Regions from separate parts of the Mus musculus genome. Here region 2 is linked to region 1. The links are chromatin contacts, called in public promoter capture Hi-C maps. All regions are on one chromosome and are shown on one strand. The core of a region is the stretch at or near the end of the contact, and the rest is flanking DNA. Distances in the headings are between cores, read along the strand shown. Region 1 overlaps Zmynd8 (zinc finger, MYND-type containing 8). Region 2 overlaps Ncoa3 (nuclear receptor coactivator 3).

Region 1 (4,590 bases), core at 1,069-3,568:
ACCAACTTTTTAAAACAAAACAGCCCTTTCCACGACCTTGGCGACAAGGCCATGACCACGATTTGAATGTGAGAAACACACACACACACAGAGGCTCATATACTTCAACTTGCAGCCACCAGCTGGTGACGCTGTCGTGGGAGCTGTGGTATTGAGGAGAAGGAGCCTCTCTGGAGGAAACGGGTCACTAGGGGTGGACTGTGACATTTTTGAGCCAGGCCCAAGCCATGCTTCCTGTTCTGTTTCTACCTCCTGTGCAAGAGCTGTGGTCATGAGGAGCCCGACTGCCCACTCCCGCTGCCACGGATAGCACCGCCGACCACCACCTCCTAAGATGGCAGCCTGCATCCCCTCAAGATGAAAGCCAAAATAAACCTTACCTTCCTTAGGTTCTTGTCATGGATTTGGTCACAGCAACAAAAAAAAATAACACATCAAGTTACTAGAAGTGGTCACACAAGCAGGGGTGTTGCTCTGACACCCAAGAAACACATCTCCACACCCTGCCCAACAGCAAAATCAAGACACCCCCGAGACACTTCAAGGAGGCAGTGCGCCCCATTCAGTTGGCTAAGAGTAGGGCAAGCCCCTCCCCCAGGAAAGTTCTCATGCCACACCCACTCCCTGTCTGAGACCCTTGTCTAAAGGCATCAAACAAAGAACTCGCACTGACTCTCTCCTTAAAAAGCCCCACCCACCCCGGTCAATTTGCCCTTGGTTTTATACTCTTGCCACTCCACTACCAATCCACCTGTTCACCTGTAAGACCCACAATTCGTTCATGCCCGATGGTGGGCTCATTAACTTAGGGACAAAGGTATGCCCTGGTGCACCTCACACCCTGAGAAACTGAAGTGAGAGAAGCAGAAAAGGATACCAGGAGCCTAGAGGGTATCAGCAGGTGCTCTCTGCTTCAACTTGACACTTTACCACCATGACTAGACACAAACTTCAGTGACCACAAACAGGAGTGGCTTAATGCGTGGCAGCCATACAACAAAACATTCTCTGGCCACTAAGAACGCTAAGTGCAAACTGCAGAGATGGCTCAGCGGTTGAGAGCCCTGGCTGCTCTTCCAGGGGACCTGGGTTCAATTCACAGCAATCACATGGTGGCTCACAACCATCTGTAACACCAGTTCCAGGGCACCCAATGCCACCTTCCAGCCTCTGCACGCACATGGTGCACCTACACACACACAGGCAAAACCCTTGTACACATTTTAAAAATCAAGAAGAAGGCTGAACATAGCCAGGAGACAGAGACAGAGACAGAGAAACCTCCATGACTTTGCGAACAGCTTGGTTGACAGAGTGAATTCCGGGCCGGTGAAACCCTGTCTCAAGATGAAGAACGTAGTGGTTAGTTCAAGGATAGATCCGTTATGTGCTTCTGTGCAAGCGAAAGGACCCGAGCCCAGACATCGTGTAAAGTTAGCCATGGTTGCCTGAATCTGTAATCCCTGCACTCCTTTAGCGAGATGTGAGGTGGACAAGAGACTCTCCGGAAGCTTATGGGCCAGGTAGACTGCTGTATGCATGGCAAACAAGGGGGAGATAACTGACATCCAGGCGCTCTCTCTCTCTCTCTCTCTCTCTCTCTCTCTCTCTCTCTCTCTCTCACACACACACACACACACACACACACACACACACACACATACACATACACACACACAAACACACAAATCATGGGTAAGAAAGACATCTGTATTCACGGGCACTTGTAACCCCAGCACTTCGGAGGCTGAGGCAGATGGATTGCTGTGAGTTCCAGGTCAGGCTAGTTAACAGAGTGCCACACACTCTCCACCCCTCCCGCACTGAAAGAGTGATGAGGTAATACAGAGGGTGCCATTTGGTGGCAGAGCACTTGCCCAGCAGGCACAAGGCTCCCGGTCCCATCCCCCAGCACCAAGAGGGACAGTATCTCTCCAGGGACTCCTGTATGGCAATCTCCAGCCTGGGTCCAGTTACAAAACAACACGTCTAGCGCCTCCAGGAGGCGACACGCCCCATCCCCAAAAGGATGCGATCCTGCATATAAACACCTGGAATACTCCAGGGGGGACCCCAAAGTCCAGCCAGGTTCCTGGGGGAGCAGGTGGGCGTCTCAGGAGGCGGGCCTGCAGAAGGGATTATATATCAGCATATACCCTGGTGTACTACAGACAGTGTGACTTTATCAAAGTAAGGGAAATGAAAGGGATTTAGAAGGCTCAATTGCGCATGAAAGGCAGCAGGTGCAGGCAAAAGGCAATAACGAGTAAAGGAGGGCGGGGCCCCTGAGTGATGTCACAGGCAGATAAAGTGGGGGCTGGGCTGCTGTGGGCCGCAAGGCCTCTGGAAGGAGCTGGGGGTTTGTTCTCCGTGCAGCTAATACAACCCATCAACTCTGCCCATGTCAGAGCCTAAGTACTTACTGCAGGTGACCTGGCAGGGTGGTGGTGGCACACGCCTTTAATCCCAGCACTTGGGAGGCAGAGACAGGCGGATTTCTGAGTTCAAGGCCAGCCTGGTCTACAAAGTGAGTTCCAGGACAGCCAGGGCTATACAGAGAAACCCTGTCTCGAAAAAAACCAAAACAAACAAACAAACTGCAGGTGGCCTGGGGTTCACATGAGCACGTCTCAAAAGAAACAATACTCTGGCCAGTCCAAACCAGGAACTGACCAGGCAAATATTTGCTGTACTTACAAACTCCAGGCTAGTGGTTAGGTTTAGAGAAGATTCCCCCATGGGAGACAAGGGTCTGTTTCTAGGTTGTCTCAAGATTTCTTAGCTGGCTTTGGAAGTACTTCGGTTCTCAAACTCAATTCCATTATGTAAGACCCCTAAGGACGGTGACACGAAGGACCAGCCCATCAGGAAGGGGATGGGGCACTGTGGACCAGAGCGGTACAGCCTCAGAGCCAAGCCTAGACCTTGACAGTCTGAATCTTTCCTCTGTGAGTTCCAGACTACCTTGGTCTACATAGCACAAAGCATCAGGGGGCTACATAGAACTTGTCTCAGATCACCTCAACTCTATCTGCCGCTACGAGCACAAGGACTGCCCCCAGAGCTTATGGAAGTCTAACTGCTGTATCCAAGCTAAACACCGGTAGCATCTTAGGAGCTGCGGCTGGAATTATCGTTTTCAGAATACTAAAGGGCAGGTCAGCCCTACTGCCTAAACGCCTCCCTGTCCCACTGGGAGCCCTATGGCCCTGTGGCTTAAACACCTCCCTGATCCATCAGGAACCCAACATCCGGTGACTGTACTGTACACTGATGGGAAGAAACCCAGCTGTCGTCATGGTAATGAAATCACCATAAGGACCGCTTCCAGAAAGCTGAGTCAGACTTTTACTTCTCTAATGATCTGATTCTGAGGAGGGTACATTGCTAAGCGCGTCTCATGTATAAATGTGGGATGATGACAAACAGCCACCACCAGCTGTCTCACAGAGGAATGAATGGTTCACCTTGCATCCAAGAAGTACTTTTTTTTTTCCTCTTCCACCTTCTCTGGACTAGCAGGACACCATTTGCTGGCCCTTCACCAACTTCCTGCCTCCAATCCACCCCCTCAAAATGAGTCTGACTCTGACTGTGTTAACTTGGGTGAGGGAGCAGGCCTGCTTTGTGGAGGAGATGGCACAGTGACTCAGGAACACAGCCTGGACTGGGGCAGGCAACAGAAGCTTCTCCTCTTGGTGACATTTCCCTGAAGTTAGTAAGAGGCCTCCTGGGTATTAAGAGCTAAGAGTGTGATGTAATCCTTCCAGAGCCTGTGTCTTAGGAACCATCAGAAATGATCAGGCTCAGCACTTCCTGCGTGTCCTTTGACTTAAGGGACAGTTCACTTCAGATAACGCAGCTATAAGCAAAGACCTGTTCAAACTACTTCAAATGTATTTCCAACACGATACAGCTATAACCAAGAATTAGGGCCAGGATACGAACCCAGAAAGTAGAGTGGTTCCAAAGCAGACATTCCTAAGTACTGCGGGACAAGGCCTTTGCACCAGATTGGAGTCCGTGCCTCTAGCATACACCCATTTGCTTTCCAACTGCAGGCGGAGGGATGCGAGCACGGACCGCCCAAACTGAGCCTCCAATATGATGCTATCTCAAAGGTGGTCTCTGGGAATGCCACACACCTCCTCACCTTATCAGGCTGTGTCAGATCCTAACTTATGAGACTAGAGACTCCTGAACCCTACCCTACAACTGTCCTTCCCATCTCCAACTAAGCCTAAGAAACCACGATGTGCCAGGCACCACCCACGCTCACATCCACACCCTGAGCCTGAGTCAGGGCACCCCCAATGCCCCAGGGTCTATACAGCGACACACTTCACAGGGAGCTGGGTTTCCCAGGGGGAAAGGGACTGCGGCTTAAAAACTGGGTGCTTTGTGTGTTTTTGTGGGTGTCAAATTTCCATAATGATGCAGATAGTAAGCCCACTGGCACCCAGGAGCAAAGACCAGTGGGACAGAGGTTGACAACACATGGCTGGCCCCATGCCAATAAACAACTTTCTGAAAAAAAGTCCTTTGGTGTTTTGTTGTCTTGTCGTTGTTTTTGGAAAAGGAGCCGAGGAG
Region 2 (4,590 bases), core at 552-3,051, 170 kb after region 1:
ATTCTTTTTGCTAGGTGTGGTAGCACATACTTTTAGTCCTAGCACTTTGAGGCAGAGGCTATGCAGATGACTGTGAACTTGAGGCCACTATGGTCTACATAGGCAGTTCCAGGCAGCCAGGGCTACATAGAAAGGTCCTGTCTCAAAAAATGACAACAAAACCCTGCATAGTTTCTCATTATGAGGCTCCAGTTGGCCTGCAGCCCTCCATGTATACCAGCTTGCACGTTGTGTGCACCTTCTTTCATGTCTGCCCTAGCAGTTTTGGGGGGGAAATTCCTTTCCCCACACAGTCATCTCATCAGTCAGTACTCATGGCTTTGCAAACTAATGGTAAATGGGGTGGGGTAGGAAAGAATGAACAAATAGATTATATACAGTAAAAATGGAAAAGTCGATAAGATCTTTGTATTTAGGCTGAAAAACATTAGCTGTTCTGGACACAGCTTTTCAGGAATGCTTTGGTAGCTCTGTGAGAAAATTGTGAAATTGTTCAGTATCTGGTGCTGAGGTTCTGCTGACTGTTGTGATAATAAAATGACTCCTCCCGGCTTTCAGGAAGCACTGCTGGAGGGAGCTGGGAACACAGCGTCATCAGAACACTAAGTGTAGCAAGCCGTGGTGTATGTAGACAGTCATGAGTGCACTCTGTGTCTGGGCTGAAATCTGCTTCCTTTGTGCTTCCTTCTTTAAGTGCATGCTGGAAGATAATGTCTTCCCACTCCAGTGTCCTGCCCCTGTGTGGCCCTTCTTTCTCTCCTTTAATGCAGCATATATCCCAGGGCTAGCATCCTACTGCCTGTTGTCCTGCCTCAGACTTCTCAGCCCTGAGATTACCACTGTGTTACCATTCCTGAACGAAAAACAGTAAAATGGTACTAATTGTATTGAAACATATTTTTCCAAAACAAAATGAATTCTTCCCATTTAGCAAATAAAAGATAGTTTTTGTTTTGTTTGTTTTGTTTTGTTGCCAGACCAGATAAATGGCTGTGAAGCTAATTTGTATTTTCTCTGAAAGAATAATCAGGAAGGTTGATGTAGAGACTTTTTAAAAGAAACTGTGACCCCTTGCTAGGCTGTGGGTGAGGGCGGAGGTTTTCTGCTTTAAAGATCCTTATGCTCTGGGTTGGGCCTTTTGCTGAGGATGAGGCACTTTTGTGGAAGCGTTGCCATGGTGACTGCCTTCCAAGAGCTGCCTCAAGGTCACTCATCACTCTCAGCACTGAGTACTCAGATTTTGTAGATCAAACAGCGTTAATTATTATGTCAACTTACTGGACCATTTCTAGAAAACCTAACCAGTACTTTGAATGTTGAAATTTAACCTGCCAGATTAGGAGGTTAGTGGCAAATCTATAAAGCTATAGATTATAATGCCCGATTTAAAAACAACAACTTAACTTGATTGCATTTAGAACGTCTGCCATACCTCCCTTGGTATTTATTCATTTACAAGTGTAATACAGAGTGCCTTAGTATTTATTCCTCTGGTAAATTGAGCTCTAAGTTGTAGTTTGTTTCATCTGATAATTAGATGATTGTCCCATGTTTTTCCAAAAGCAATTTCAGAGGCTTCTGTATCAGGGCATGTGCTCTTTTTGTCTCATGCTCCTGTTAATTTTTCTTCTCCTCGGTTTCTAAATTGTAATCTTTTCATTATGAACGTCATATGGTTTATAAAGCTGTTTCTTGGGGAAGGAAAACGTGGAGAGAAATGTCCCCTTACGTTGGTCTTTGCTGTGGGTTTTGTTCTGGGCAAGGAGGAATCAGCCTTGTGCTTCCGTTAGTGCTTGAAGGTGACTTTGAGATCAGAGCTGAGTGCTTCCTGTACAAAGGGAACAAATAGTAAATGCCGCTCACACACCTGACTGACTTCGGTTTTTTTTTAAGCTAATTACACTCTAACTGGTAGCTGTGCTTTCGGCATTAGACAGATTCCTTCTCACAGGGAGCTGACTCCTGTACAGTATCTAGTCAGATATTTTACACTGAGCTCTCTCTCGTGAGATCTGTAAATATTCCATGTAATACTCACCAGCTAGTAATTGTCTCCTTTCTCCTATTTCTGAAGCAGTGTGCTCTTAGACGATTATTTTGCTAATGGAAAAGCAGAGATGATTTAAATCCATGTCAGCTGTTAGGGCAGTGAGAGGGCTCAGTGGGTCAAGGAGCTTGCTGCCAAGCATGACTACCTGAGTTTGATCCCCATGACCTACATGACTCTTATGGGTTTGTCCTGGCCTCCATATGCATGCCTTCTAAATACATGAATAAATGAATGAATGAGTGAATGAATGAATGAAATTAAACCAAACCAAAACAATTGTGGTATGGCGTGATATGATCTACAAGAGAGGCTATTGGACATACCCTGATCCTTCTTGGTTTGGGAACCTGCTCAAGTAACTGCACTTCATTTCCCTATGAAGAATGCTGGTCCCCATGCCCACTGTGACTTTGCAGAGTCACTGGTTTGTATAGTAAAATTGGATTATCTTTGCTAAAGTCAATTTTAGTGGTGCACACTCAGAAAGTGGAGGCAGGCAATCTTTGTGTAATAGTAAGCTTACTTTGAGGCAAGTCTAGTATAGATGAAACCCTGCCATAAAACAATAAAAAAATTTAAAAAATACAGTTATACATTCCACAGCGCATTTGTGTATGTGTGTCTATCAATCAGGGTGGCCTTGAACTCATTATGTAGCTCAGGCCAGCCCCAAACTCAGGACAGTCATGGCTTAACTTCACAGAGAACAGTTATTACAGCCATGTTCCCATGCCTGGCTTTCTTACCTATATCCATGCATTGCATTTTAAAAAACTGCATTAGATCATTGTGTGATTATTCTCAGCATCTTTCCCAAAGGTTTCTATTTGTGTTTTGCATGTCTATATGTGCATCATGTGCATTGAGTGCCCTCAGAATCCAGTAGAGGATGTTAGGTCTCTGGCACTAGAGTTACAGATGGTTGAGGCACCTGTGCTGCTAGGAATCTTAGTCCTCCAAAGAGTGCCAGTGCTCTAAACTGCTGAGCCATCCCTCCAGCCCTTAACTAACTCACTCCTTCCTCCTAACTAACCAGTGAACTAACTTCCTTTCTTCCTAACTTTTAAGAAAAAATATAAAATTAATTTTTTTTTCGAGACAGGGTTTCTCTGTATAGCCCTGGCAGTCCTGGAACTCACTTTGTGGACCAGGCTGGCCTTGAACTCAGAAATCCACCTGCCTCTGCCTCCTGAGTGCTGGGATCAAAGGCGTGCACCACCACCGCCCGGCAAAATTAAATTTTTTATTCATCCTTTATTATGTATATGTCCATAGGGTATATGTGGAGGTCAGAGGATAACTTTTACAGTTGGTTCTGTTTCCATAATGGAGGGACCTAGATTTAACTCAGTTGCCAGGGTTGGTGACAAGTGCCTTTACTTACTGAGCCATCCCACATACCTGTAACTCAATTTTTGTTGGGGGGCAGTGTTGGGAAGGTAACTCAAGCTCTGGATTCTGTCCTCTGTGCGTACTGTGTGAACCCTGTAGCTGAGCCAGTGGGAAGGGTTCAGAGACAGCCACCAGGAAGGAAGTGATGAATACAAGGGGACTAAGTGAACAGTGGCTCAGGGAAGCACTGGCTTTAATCACAGCACTCCAGAAGCTGAGGCAGGAGCATAAGGCCAGCTCCTACATCCTGAGCTCCGGACTGCTGCTGCTCCGGGACAAGGCTACCTGTGAGGAAAGCAGATGGTGATCAGAGTTTCTTACAGTAGCTAGCTTCCTTTCTTTGCATTTTATTTTATGTGTATAGATATTTTACCTGTATGTATGTCTGCAGCATATGTGGTAGAACACACTGAGATCAGGAGAGGGCATAAGATCCCCTGGAACTGTACAGACAGTTGTGAGCTGCCATGTGGGTGCTGGAAATCAAGCCTGGGTCCTCTGGAAGAGCAGCCAGTGCTGAATGAGCCCCCTCTCCTGCCCCCAACTTAGTAACTTCTATCGACTGTTCTTACTTGTTTAAAATGTTATGACAGGACTTAGAGAATTGACTTTTTAAAAAAATATGAGTCGATATTGGCTCTAATTAGCTGCATAGCCAGACTGATTTAAAATCTGCTTAGAATACCCTTGTTGAGCTATGCCACGGAAGACAGATGGGATTTTAGCATATCTGAGAATGGCTTCGTCAGAATGCTTCATCAGCTACTAGAGCTGACATGAGAGTCTTTCCTAATAAGTTAATGAGTTACAACTATGGTTTTATAGTTTTGTAAACATTGTTATTGCCATATGATGGAAAGTTTTAAGTTTTAAATACACTCTTTTTCTTCCCAGTTTATGTCCCTATCAGTCCAGTAAAGCCCCACTGGTTTGCATTTTCCTCCGCATTTGGTATTGTCTTGTATCTTCAGTAGATCTATTCCGTGTACATTAGTATTTTATTATAGGAATTTGCAGTTACTAAGGCATTTGCATTTAGTATTTTTTCTTACATGTTTGTGTATGGCAGTCTGAAGACAGCTTAGGTCCTCCTGTGTGGCTCTAGGGGATCTGCCTTGACAGCAAGCACCTTTATCTGCTGGTTCATG

The links. Capture Hi-C pulls out chosen DNA fragments and counts their contacts.
Region 2: a promoter capture Hi-C map of pancreatic islet shows a contact between it and region 1. The contact joins two enhancer-like sites. A contact is called at or near these places in 2 of 484 Hi-C or Micro-C datasets (bone marrow-derived macrophages and liver), 12 of 115 datasets of contacts at active chromatin or transcription factors (DN3 thymocytes, the SCID.adh cell line, bone marrow-derived macrophages and 7 more) and 5 of 9 other capture datasets (adipose tissue, embryonic stem cells, liver and 2 more).

The regions. Positions count from the first base shown.
Region 1 is chr2:165,852,488-165,857,077 of GRCm38.p6, forward strand. The region is part of intron 2 of Zmynd8 (zinc finger, MYND-type containing 8); the gene reads right to left. Among named protein-coding and RNA genes, the nearest start is that of Gm11465, 27 kb to the right of the region's middle. Within about 2 kb of position 2,319, at least 77 of the 459 cell types and tissues checked have an H3K27ac peak or open chromatin away from gene starts, as enhancers often do. A contact at or near this core is called in the SCID.adh cell line and pancreatic islet, where this site is marked.
Region 2 is chr2:166,020,665-166,025,254 of GRCm38.p6, forward strand. All of the region lies in intron 1 of Ncoa3 (nuclear receptor coactivator 3), which reads left to right. Among named protein-coding and RNA genes, the nearest start is that of Ncoa3, 30 kb to the left of the region's middle. RefSeq lists an enhancer at 1-2,798. Within about 2 kb of position 1,802, at least 145 of the 459 cell types and tissues checked have an H3K27ac peak or open chromatin away from gene starts, as enhancers often do. A contact at or near this core is called in the SCID.adh cell line and pancreatic islet, where this site is marked.